Regions from separate parts of the Pan troglodytes genome. Here regions 1 and 2 are each linked to region 3. The links are chromatin contacts, called in public Hi-C and HiChIP or PLAC-seq maps. All regions are on one chromosome and are shown on one strand. Each heading gives the region's core, a stretch centred on a gene start, on an enhancer-like site or on the middle of the called end of the contact. The rest is flanking DNA. Distances are from core to core; before and after follow the strand shown.

Region 1 (3,510 bases), core at 152-2,651, 500 kb before region 3:
TCCAAGACCCCCTAGACAACCCTTGGGGCTGGGGTCTTCTGCCTGCCCCCCAACACATGCGGGCTGTGGGGAGACCCAGGGCGCGCCTCGCCCCTCCCCCCTCCCCCGCCGGCTCAAACAAAGGAGCCCCGGCGCGCGGCCAGGCTCAGGCGGCGCCGCGCAAAGAGCGGGTGGCGGGCGCGCGCAAAGCCCGGGAGCGCGCCGACTTGGCTGTGCGCTCGCCCGGTTCGGCCCGGCTACCTGGGGTTACTGGAGTTCCAGTAGACTACGTGGCGGAGGCTGGAGCCCCCGCGCAGAGGGGAGCCGAGGAACGCGGCCCAGAGGACAGTCCGCAGCAGGGGCAGCAGCCGCATCGCCCCCGAGGTCCGGTTTGGTCTGGCCTGGCAGGTCCCGGCCCGCTTCAGAGTCGAGGCGAGAAAGGTACAAAGTGAAGAGGGAAGTTGCGGAAAGGGGAGTGGGGTACGGAGATTCACTGACCCCGCCCCTGAATAACTTTCCGCCAATGGGAGCGCGTCTCCTCCTCTCCACCCAGCGCCAACTCCAGTTAACCCTCTGTGCACCGCAGCGCGCGCCAGGTTCGCCAAAGCTTCCACTGAGGCTGCACCGCACTGCGAGGGGGCGGGAAGGAAGGACGTATTCCAACACCAGTATTTTTAGGGAGGCCATCCCTTTCGTGTCTGCTTTAGTGCAGGGTAGACTGCCTTATTAGAAGTTTGGAAGATTTTAAATAAGGGTACATAACCTTTGCCCAGATAGGGGAAAGTGAGGCGCGGGCGAGGATCCATGAAGCCTGTCCAACCACCTTCATGCACTGCCCCGTTTTCTTTGCACATCTAGGGACAGTGCAAGCGGAAGGGACAACACAGCTCTGGGACCACCTTCCCTAAAGAGCCTTAGGTGGCGCGCTAGATGCTCACTTTAGGATTGGCGTCTGTCCCTTGCCGCTCCACACCTTCGTTCCGGGCTGGGGGCCCACGCGGCCCCAGTCCCTAAGACGAAGTAATGAGGTGGTTGCGGCCTGTACAAAGCACCTTTGTTCCCGATCCCTCAGGTGGCGGCGGCGGAGGGGGAGGAGGCAGGTGCGCGGCCTTGGGATCGTGGGAGCAGCCGCCGTCCCGCTCCGCCCTGGCTCCTGGGCTCTGGGAGCATCAGCCAGATCCACTTTTCCCAGCCAATGGTCAGAGTGGGGACGGCATTTCCAACAGCTTGACAGATTGCGCCGAAAGCCACCCCAGTCTGGGCAGAGGGAAGCTGCGAGCATCCCGGGGACACACGCCGACCCTTTCTGGTACTCCCGCCCCACACAGCCCGCCCTCGTCTGAGGCGGCAGCGTCTTCTGGCGGCCAGACCTGGAACCTCAGCAGGAGCGACCCGGGTTCTAGAAGCAGACAAACTCTGCGGAACGCTCCCAAGATGTCACGTTTATTGCAGCTGAGCAGAGACAGGCTGTGCGGACCTTCCTCAATCCCGTCCAACCCCCAGCCCCTCCCCAAGCCCCCGCTGCAACTACGCCGGCAGGTCCGCAGAGTGTTGCTTGACAGCGCGTGGCGGTGCCCGGAGCCTTAAGACACCGCCAGTCTCTGGCGCCTTCAGTCATGGTAGGGGACTCCAGAGGGCACGCCCGCCTCTTGAAGCCCTAAGTCCGGCTTGGAGGCAGCGGAACCTCCGGAGAGGTCAGAGGTAGAGCGAGGACACTGTCGGGGGCGGTGGCGCTGGTCTGGATTGCGGGAAGCCAAGAAAAAAGAGTCAGAGGCCCCTTTCCCCCAGGTCACTCGCCCCGCCCACCCATGCCCAGGGCTCCTCCTACCTGGAGGGTACCACTAGGGGCGGGATTCCAGCCCCTGGGCCGGGCAGGTCACCCGATGGGCACCGGCCCTGGGGGTCGGCAGGCAATGGCTTCCTTGGGGGTGGGGGCTTGGCTGGCCCCTGAGACTGAGGGAGAGAAGGCAGGAGGCCGGCTTAGGTGGGGGGGTGTCATGTTGCCCACCCCCAACGCACTGGTGCTGGGGAACACCAGCTTGGGGGCAGCACCAGCGGTCACCCTTGTCTGCAAACAAACCTGTCACCATTAAAGGCACCACCGGGATATGTGCCCTCATGCACTGAGGGGGCATCTCGCCACGGCCACCACCGTCATGGCTACCAGCACCACAGCCCTAGGTGGGGGGAGAGGCCGTGCCCTTCTCTCCCCCCACCGTTACCTTCGGGCTTCTCACCACCGGGTCAGCGGGCAGAGGGCGGGTAGGGGGATTGGGTCGGTCAGCCAGCTCAGCCTGAACAGAGAGAGGGGCAGTGGCTGTGAGAGCATAACCAGGGGCTGTGGACATGCACAGAGATTCCCCAGAGGGGTTCAAGTCAACATGCAAAGTCAGCCAGGGGGCAGGAGAGAATGAGGGCATGCGCAGAGGGCTTGGAGGCATGCCAGCTGATGTCTCAGGGGAGGAAGGTGTAGGTCAACCGCAGTCCCTGGCCGACTGCAGTCCCGCCATTGACCACCAGATGGTGGTAGAAACCAAGGCAGGAGGCTCACCCTTTGCTGCTTCTGGGGCTCAGAGTGTCTGAAGGCTGAGGGGCACCCCGATCACCTAATGAAGAGCACCACTGGCAGGGAGCAGGGATGAGAACTGCAGTTGGGTACCAAGCCTCCCACCTGCCTTGGCTCAGGGCGGGCCCTGGCCCAGATTTACCTGGAGTCTCTTGGACACAGGGTCAGGCGGCAACGGCCTGGAAGGGGGGGCCGGGAAGCTGAGAGCACTAGCCTGCTGAGAGGGCAGGAGGGGCAGATAGGCACAGAGGGGGAAGAGGAAGCAGAGAGACAGAGTGGGCAGGGAAGGGTCAGTGCCCAGGGAGGGCCGGCGGGGGCCCAGGGCAGTGGGTGCTGTGCATGCAGTTATGCAGGTGCATGCAGGTGGGGAGCGAGTGGGGAGGAGGTGTGCACACACTCCCATCATCCAAGCAGAGGGCTCAGGGTGGGGATGCTCACCAGCCCTTCTAACATGGTGACCTGGGCCTACGGAAGGCCATTCTGAGCACCACTGCCCTTGTGCCCTCCTGGGGTCACTGCTGGGGGCACGGATATACCCACCTCTCAAAGCCACCTCTTGGCCAGCGGATGGAGCCCAGCAGCTCCTGCTCCAGCTGGCTGCCCTCCCCACTCTTCTGGACTCAGCTTCCCTGCCTGTAGCCAGGGGAGGGGAGGGCAGGGCTGGCCCTGACTCCTTTGACTGACTCTTGGGCAGTGCTAGCCTTTCTCTGAGTCTGGAGCCTTTAATGCGCACCCCCCAGGGCCCAAGCTGGATGCCCGGCCAAGGTGGAGTCCCCTTCCTCTGGCATCCGGGACTCACCTTAGTGCCTTGTGCCAGCAGGGCCCTCTGCGGAGGTCCTGGCCGTTCAGGGGGACCAGATTGGGCTGCCCTATGCATGAGGAAAGGCAAGAAGGGAGAGGGCCCAGCCTCAGACCCTGTTTTCTACCTTATGCCATCCTTGAGTGGGGTTAACCCTTTGCAGGCA
Region 2 (3,482 bases), core at 67-2,566, 310 kb before region 3:
CATCGAGGGAGGGAGCTGGACAGAGGCCAAAGGGTGATGGGGAATCAAGAGCCAGAGAGGAAGAGGCCTCCCTTTTAAAACCCCAGGTGTGCTGGGGAATTCCCTCATGGTGACTTCCTTTCTGATTCCTAAGGCTGCTGTGGTTAGAAATGAAAATGAATTCAGCTCTGGTCCCATCCTTTGGAAGCCCCTCTGCACACAGTGGGGGCTTAATAAATACTTGATGATGATGGTTCTGAACCTGGGAAGCCAGCAGCTGTTCCTAGCTCTGACTCTCAGAGCCCCATGGGGCAAATCAGGCAGGGAATGACCATGGGGGAATCTTCAGTCTTCCTGCCAGATCCCCCTGTGACTCCACACCCAGCTGTTAGGCAAGGGGCTGGAGCCATGGTCCACTTCACACACCCTGCTTTGGAGAGGCCAGTTCTTCCTCAGCAGCTTCTCTTTTGTTTTCCCCAACCAACATTTGAACAATATTTATTGAACAACCACTTTGTACTGAATATCATAGTGGAAATGCATCCTGGGAGAAAGTATCTGATCTGTGGGGTCAGACTGACTAAGTTCAAATCCCAGCATCTTTAATTACAAGCGGGATGACATCTGACAAGTTACATATCTATGTTTGAGCGTTTGAGTGTTTTTTCCACTTTCCTTTCTCTCCTTCTTCTCCTTCTCCTTCTTCTTCTTCTTCCAATTTTCATCTGTAAAAGGAGAGTGATGACATCATTTTTGTGGGGTTGATGTGAGGGTTGGAAATAACAGAGAGGACCCTGAACACGAGGCATAGGCACTCAGTCAATGGTAGGTGAGTTTATCCACCGGGTGTTAGAAGGTGTGGATCCCCCCTGCTTCTGTGACCTTGACGTTGTTACTCAACATCTCTAAGCATCAGGCTTTGTAAATGAGACCATACTGCCCACCTCCTTGGGTGTTTGGAGACTGTATCCGGATAATATATGTGAAACAACCTATCGTAAACCCTGGTGGTTAATAAATGTTTGCCTTCCCCTCCGTCTGCCCCCTCATCAGGGTGCACACCTCCCCTCCTTCGGAGGCCCTCTGTCCCTCCTCCCCATCGCCCCGCGTGAGCGAACATCCCTTATCGCCATGGGCTTAAGGGTTGTGGCCATACCTGTCAGAGGAAAGAGGACAGCGGCTCAGCTCCGGGGTGGGGGAGCAAAAACTACAGTTCCCAGTCCTCGCTGCGCCGCCACTGGGGCCGGAGCCGAGGACGCCAGGCCCCTCCTCTGGGGAGGAGCCTATGCGGGGGGCGGAGCTAGGAGGAGGTTGGAGAGTTAAGCCAAGCCAATGAGACCAGCTGCTAATAAGTGGGCTTGGCTTACAATGTAACAGTGGCAGGAGGAGGCAAGCGAAGCTATTGAGCCAGCGAGGAGTGAAGCTGAGCCTGGCCTCACACGCTCCTAGAGGACCACCTCCTGAGAGAGTTCTTTCACCCCCTCTTCTTTCTCCAAGCTCCCCTCCTGCTCTCCCTCCCTGCCCAATACAATGCATTCTTGAGTGGCAGCGTCTGGACTCCAGGCAGCCCCAGAGAACCGAAGCAAGCCAAAGAGAGAGGACTGGAGCCAAGACACTGGTGGGGGAGATTGGATGCCTGGCTTTCTTTGAGGACATCTTTGGAGCGAGGGTGGCTTTGGGGTGGGGGCTTGTGCTGCAGGGAATACAGCCAGGCCCCAAGATGGACACTTCTGGGCACTTCCATGACTCAGGGGTGGGGGACTTGGATGAAGACCCCAAGTGCCCCTGTCCATCCTCTGGGGATGAGCAGCAGCAGCAGCAGCAGCAGCAGCAGCAGCAGCAGCAGCAGCAGCAGCAACAGCAGCAGCAGCCACCACCGCCAGCGCCACCAGCAGCCCCCCAGCAGCCCCTGGGACCCTCGCTGCAGCCTCAGCCTCCGCAGCTTCAGCAGCAGCAGCAGCAGCAGCAGCAGCAGCAGCAGCAGCAGCAGCAGCAGCAGCAGCAGCAGCAGCAGCAGCAGCCACCGCATCCCCTGTCTCAGCTCGCCCAACTCCAGAGCCAGCCCGTCCACCCTGGCCTGCTGCACTCCTCTCCCACCGCTTTCAGGGCCCCCCCTTCGTCCAACTCCACCGCCATCCTCCACCCTTCCTCCAGGCAAGGCAGCCAGCTCAATCTCAATGACCACTTGCTTGGCCACTCTCCAAGTTCCACAGCTACAAGTGGGCCTGGCGGAGGCAGCCGGCACCGGCAGGCCAGCCCCCTGGTGCACCGGCGGGACAGCAACCCCTTCACGGAGATCGCCATGAGCTCCTGCAAGTATAGCGGTGGGGTCATGAAGCCCCTCAGCCGCCTCAGCGCCTCCCGGAGGAACCTCATCGAGGCCGAGACTGAGGGCCAACCCCTCCAGCTTTTCAGCCCTAGCAACCCCCCGGAGATCGTCATCTCCTCCCGGGAGGACAACCATGCCCACCAGACCCTGCTCCATCACCCTAATGCCACCCACAACCACCAGCATGCCGGCACCACCGCCAGCAGCACCACCTTCCCCAAAGCCAACAAGCGGAAAAACCAAAACATTGGCTATAAGCTGGGACACAGGAGGGCCCTGTTTGAAAAGAGAAAGCGACTGAGTGACTATGCTCTGATTTTTGGGATGTTTGGAATTGTTGTTATGGTGATAGAGACCGAGCTCTCTTGGGGTTTGTACTCAAAGGTAGGGGCTGTGGTTTCTCTTTATACCTTGAACAAAAGGAATATGTAGGTAGCAAGAGAGGGATTGAGAGAGGGGGATTGCGAGAGAGAGAGATTGAGAGAGAGAGAGAGAGAGAGAGAGGGATTGAGAGAGAGATTGGGAGGGAGACTGGGAGAGAGAGGTGGTGGTGGTGGTGAGAGGCGCTTGCTCAGTTATATTCAACACTCTAACTTCCCGTGGTTTTCCTTCTTGATCCCGGGAGAATTCATTCCTAGCTTCCTCTGGGGGGTAGGGGACATCCCCACACACTGTGTCTAATTTGCAGACTCTCTGTTAGGGAGGATTAAATAATCCCTTCTGAGAAATCGCTTTTCCTCCTGGCTCACTCGTACTAAAGCATAACCCAGCAGCTTAACGCACCAATTAATTACACTCCGCCTTCATGTGTTTGCCAGTTCCTGCGACTTCCCCTCCTTTCCTCCCCTCCCTGCTCCACTCCATTTTCCTGAGGATAAAAAAGAAATAAATGTCTGGGTGGGGGGTGGGGATTCCGTACCATTGCCCAAGTCCCTTCTCTCCCTGTCTTCCCAAGTTTCTGTTTCCCTCCTCTTCTCAGAGAGTCTCGGGCAAAATAGAAAACCATCCATGACCTGGGTCCCCTGAGGGCATGGGGTAAAAATATAGGTGGAGGAAATCAGTGGTCCTTTCCCTCAGGAGAGAGGACACAGAATAAACCTGCTGCTGCTTCGTAAACATCTCCTGATAAAAATGGCTACAGGTGTTACCTGGGCAGAGCAGCTGGGCGCCGCCT
Region 3 (3,291 bases), core at 70-2,569:
ACACAGACACAAAGTCAACATGTAGCAAACTGTTCAGGCTGCCTAAACCAGATAAATGGCCCCAGGAAGACCAGGAACAGACTATAATCGTCTTTAAATACCCATACCCCAACTTGACCAAAGGAGGCCTCTGCAGAGGCAACTGAATAGTCTTCCAGCAAAGGCTAGCTCATTTTAGTACAAGTGGGAGAGAAAGGGGGCAATCTGACCAGTGGTTTAAGGGCTGAGTTGGCCCAGCAGAATTGACTAGGCCTTACCACAGGCTAATAACACCTGCCCTCGGCAAAACGAACGCCAGCTCGGGATTTCTGTAGCTTCAACCAGCTTTGTCCTTTGTCATAGTGCCACCTAGCGAGGGTCCGGAGGCACTACCTACTCCTGGCAGCTGCCAAGACCACTGCGACAAGGTGTTAGCCATTTAGGCCTAGGAAAGGGAATGGGAACCACCCGAGTCAGCACTCCTTCCATGACTCCGTGGAGGAAGCCCATGCTGTCCTTCCCCCAACCTCGTCCAGACCCATGGGGTCTGAAAAGCGCGAAAGGCCTGATATTAACTAACACTTGTACATAACACAGCAGTGATCTATTATCATTCCTCATTTTATGGTGTCCTCGCATCGAATCCCTCCCTGGCAATAGGAAAAACAGGCATCATTCTCATGAGAGCCATTGTACAGATGAGGAAACTGAGACTCGGCGGGAAAGTGGTTAACCCAAGGTCACAAAACGCCATCAGAGCCAGGGCTGGGACGAGAATCCACGCCTCTTCCATTCCGGTTCCCGGCTCCTACCCCGACCACCCACCCGAGTGTGAAGACACAGCATGCCCACCCCCACGGGGAGCAGAGGCTCCAGGATCCTGCGCCGAAGACCAGCATGTGGGAGCAGGATAAAGACTGCACGGGGAAGACAGCACTTCTTTCTTCTCTGTCCATGGAGTGCCGGGCACGCTCGCCACGGCTCGGGGGCGGGGGAAGCGGCGCCCGCGGCAGGAAACAGCGTCCTGCGCGGGTAGCCCCTGGGAGCACGCGGCACCGAGTCACGTGAGAGGGGAGCGCAGGCGAAGGGGCGTCGCGCGCAAGCACGCACGACGTACGCAAACACGCACTGAGGCGCCCACAGAGGCAAGCCCCAGGCCCCGGGTCACATGTGGAGGGTGGCAGGCGAGAACAGGGGGGCGGGAAAGACGGAGAGATCACGTGGAGGAGGCCAGAGCAGGGAAGTCACGTGAGGGGGACGGAGGCGGGGCCGCCTAGGAGGAGGAGGAGGGGCGCGCGGCTTCCGGCGGCTGGGGGGGCCAGCGAGCGGAGGGGGGGGCCTGTCCCGGAGGTGGCGGCGGCGCCATCTTGGCGAAGGGGGGATCAGGAAGTGCGGACCGCGGCGGCGGCGGCGGCGGCGGCGGAGCCCGGAGCGCAGGCCGGAGGCTCCCGGCCCGCCGGCCCCGGAGCGGAGCGGAGCGGAGGATGCAGCAGCCGCAGCCGCAGGGGCAGCAGCAGCCGGGGCCGGGGCAGCAGCTGGGGGGCCAGGGGGCGGCGCCGGGGGCCGGGGGCGGCCCAGGGGGGGGCCCGGGGCCGGGGCCCTGCCTGAGGCGAGAGCTGAAGCTGCTCGAGTCCATCTTCCACCGCGGCCACGAGCGCTTCCGCATTGCCAGCGCCTGCCTGGACGAGCTGAGCTGCGAGTTCCTGCTGGCTGGGGCCGGAGGGGCCGGGGCGGGGGCCGCGCCCGGACCGCATCTCCCCCCACGGGGGTCGGTGCCTGGGGATCCTGTCCGCATCCACTGCAACATCACGGTGAGGACCCCCTCGCGTGCGCCTCTGTGGGGGCCCCTTGTCAGGGACCCAGGATCACTCCATCCAGCTTTTTGCTCTCGAAGGACCTGGGAGGCCGAAGCCCCTCTCAGGGCTCAGTTCTTTCTCTCCAGGTTACATTTGTTTCTGCTGGTTGAGGTTATGCAGTGCACCCAGAATCTCTACCATTGACCCCAATAGCAAGGGACACCCCGACATATGGCGCCTAGACTACCCGTTTCCACGAACCCACCCACATCCCAAGGTTCATGATTTTGGCTCTTTTTGGCTACTCCTCCACAACTTTACCTTGCCACCTAGGAATGCGTCTTTCTTCCCCTTACTCTTATTTCAAGGTTTTAGGCCTCGGCACTGACCCTAACTGCAAAGACCTGGCCTGAAACTCACTGCACATTTCAGCGATGCCCCCTTCTCAGTAGTACCTCTGACTTAGGAGGTTGCCACCTGTGGGATCCCCGCCTAGGCATCCCTCATGCAGACCCTCTTGCTCTCTCAACTTCACCAAGTGATAGTTTGCAATTCATTGACTCCTCTTCCTTCTCTCCTTTGGATTCTTTTTCTGGTGTAACCTCTAACTCTCCTCTTTTTGCCTCAGCTGGTAGCAGTTCTGCCACTCCCCTCCCTGTTCCCTATGGATTTGTCCATTTGCCCTGGGTTGTTGCTTTTCCTGGTAATGATAGTGATGTGATGTGCGAGGGCTACCCCCATTTATTCTAAGCAGTAACAGTTGCATTTCTCCCCTGTGAGCGTCATTCCATCCTAGGCATACACCTTACATGTCTCCTGCCTGGTCTACCCTCAGACATCCCTTGAACAGAGAATTGGCTTCTGCTAATTTGGGAATGTCTGGTACTGCATGCTATAGCACTTATATTGGTTGATGTTACCTGCTGTGATGGTATTCTCTCTACCGGAGCAGTAGCTGAAATGCTAGCAGACAGTACTTTATCCAGGCAGGCAGACCTAATCGGAGTAGCCTGGGGAAAGGCAGAGTTGTGAATTCTCTGCTACTTGGGGGCCTGAATTCAACTTACTGGTGTTTTCTGTCCGTTTTCTCAATCAAACCAAGTTAAGATTTGGTGAGGTAAAGCCTCAGTTTGGATTGATTGGTGCCCCACCAAAACTCATATGTCCCATTTCTCTTTCATTTCTTTTTTCCTGCTAGAAAGTTAAAATTGAAGGACTAGGAGTGGCTAAGACTTGGGCATCTTTGATAATTATTTTTCCTCCAGCATTGAGGATTAGAGTCATGGCAATGCTAAGATACCCAGTAGAGGTGGATAAGGTTTCCCTGGCTTGTGTGGGAACCTCGAGTTAATTTTGTTCCTGAATTAAGCTTCTAATTCCTTAAGGGTAGGTTTGCCCCTATCCAGCTGCTCTTTCTGTTGCCAGAGGCCATTTACTGCGTTTGTCCCTGGCAGGAAGTTAAATTTAGGGGGTCCTCAGCCAAACTCCCCATGGCTATAAAGGAGACTTGGCCTAA

Evidence for each region. A called contact is a pair of places that touch in the nucleus more often than the background predicts. HiChIP or PLAC-seq counts read pairs in DNA pulled down with a chosen protein or histone mark.
Region 1: a Hi-C map of stem cell-derived neural progenitor cells shows a contact between it and region 3, with 7 times the contacts expected there. The contact joins the promoter of EFNA4 here to the promoter of UBE2Q1 in region 3. A contact is called at or near these places in 1 of 7 Hi-C or Micro-C datasets (stem cell-derived neural progenitor cells) and 1 of 1 datasets of contacts at active chromatin or transcription factors (stem cell-derived excitatory neurons).
Region 2: an H3K4me3 HiChIP or PLAC-seq map of stem cell-derived excitatory neurons shows a contact between it and region 3, with 5 times the contacts expected there. The contact joins the promoter of KCNN3 here to the promoter of UBE2Q1 in region 3. A contact is called at or near these places in 2 of 7 Hi-C or Micro-C datasets (blood and stem cell-derived neural progenitor cells), 1 of 1 datasets of contacts at active chromatin or transcription factors (stem cell-derived excitatory neurons) and 1 of 1 other capture datasets (stem cell-derived neural stem cells).

The regions. Positions count from the first base shown.
Region 1 is chr1:94,128,936-94,132,445 of NHGRI_mPanTro3-v2.0_pri, forward strand. It overlaps EFNA4 (ephrin A4), which reads right to left and starts at 1,402. Exons shown (of 5, transcript XM_054686887.2): 1 at 241-1,402. It overlaps ADAM15 (ADAM metallopeptidase domain 15), which reads right to left. Exons shown (of 22, transcript XM_003308408.7): 19 at 3,345-3,414; 20 at 2,688-2,762; 21 at 1,808-1,932; 22 at 1,402-1,717. The coding sequence ends at 1,675.
Region 2 is chr1:94,323,723-94,327,204 of NHGRI_mPanTro3-v2.0_pri, forward strand. KCNN3 (potassium calcium-activated channel subfamily N member 3) reads left to right here and starts at 1,317. Exons shown (of 8, transcript XM_016928054.4): 1 at 1,317-2,692. The coding sequence starts at 1,700.
Region 3 is chr1:94,629,177-94,632,467 of NHGRI_mPanTro3-v2.0_pri, forward strand. It overlaps UBE2Q1 (ubiquitin conjugating enzyme E2 Q1), which reads left to right and starts at 1,320. Exons shown (of 13, transcript XM_001152268.6): 1 at 1,320-1,790. The coding sequence starts at 1,464.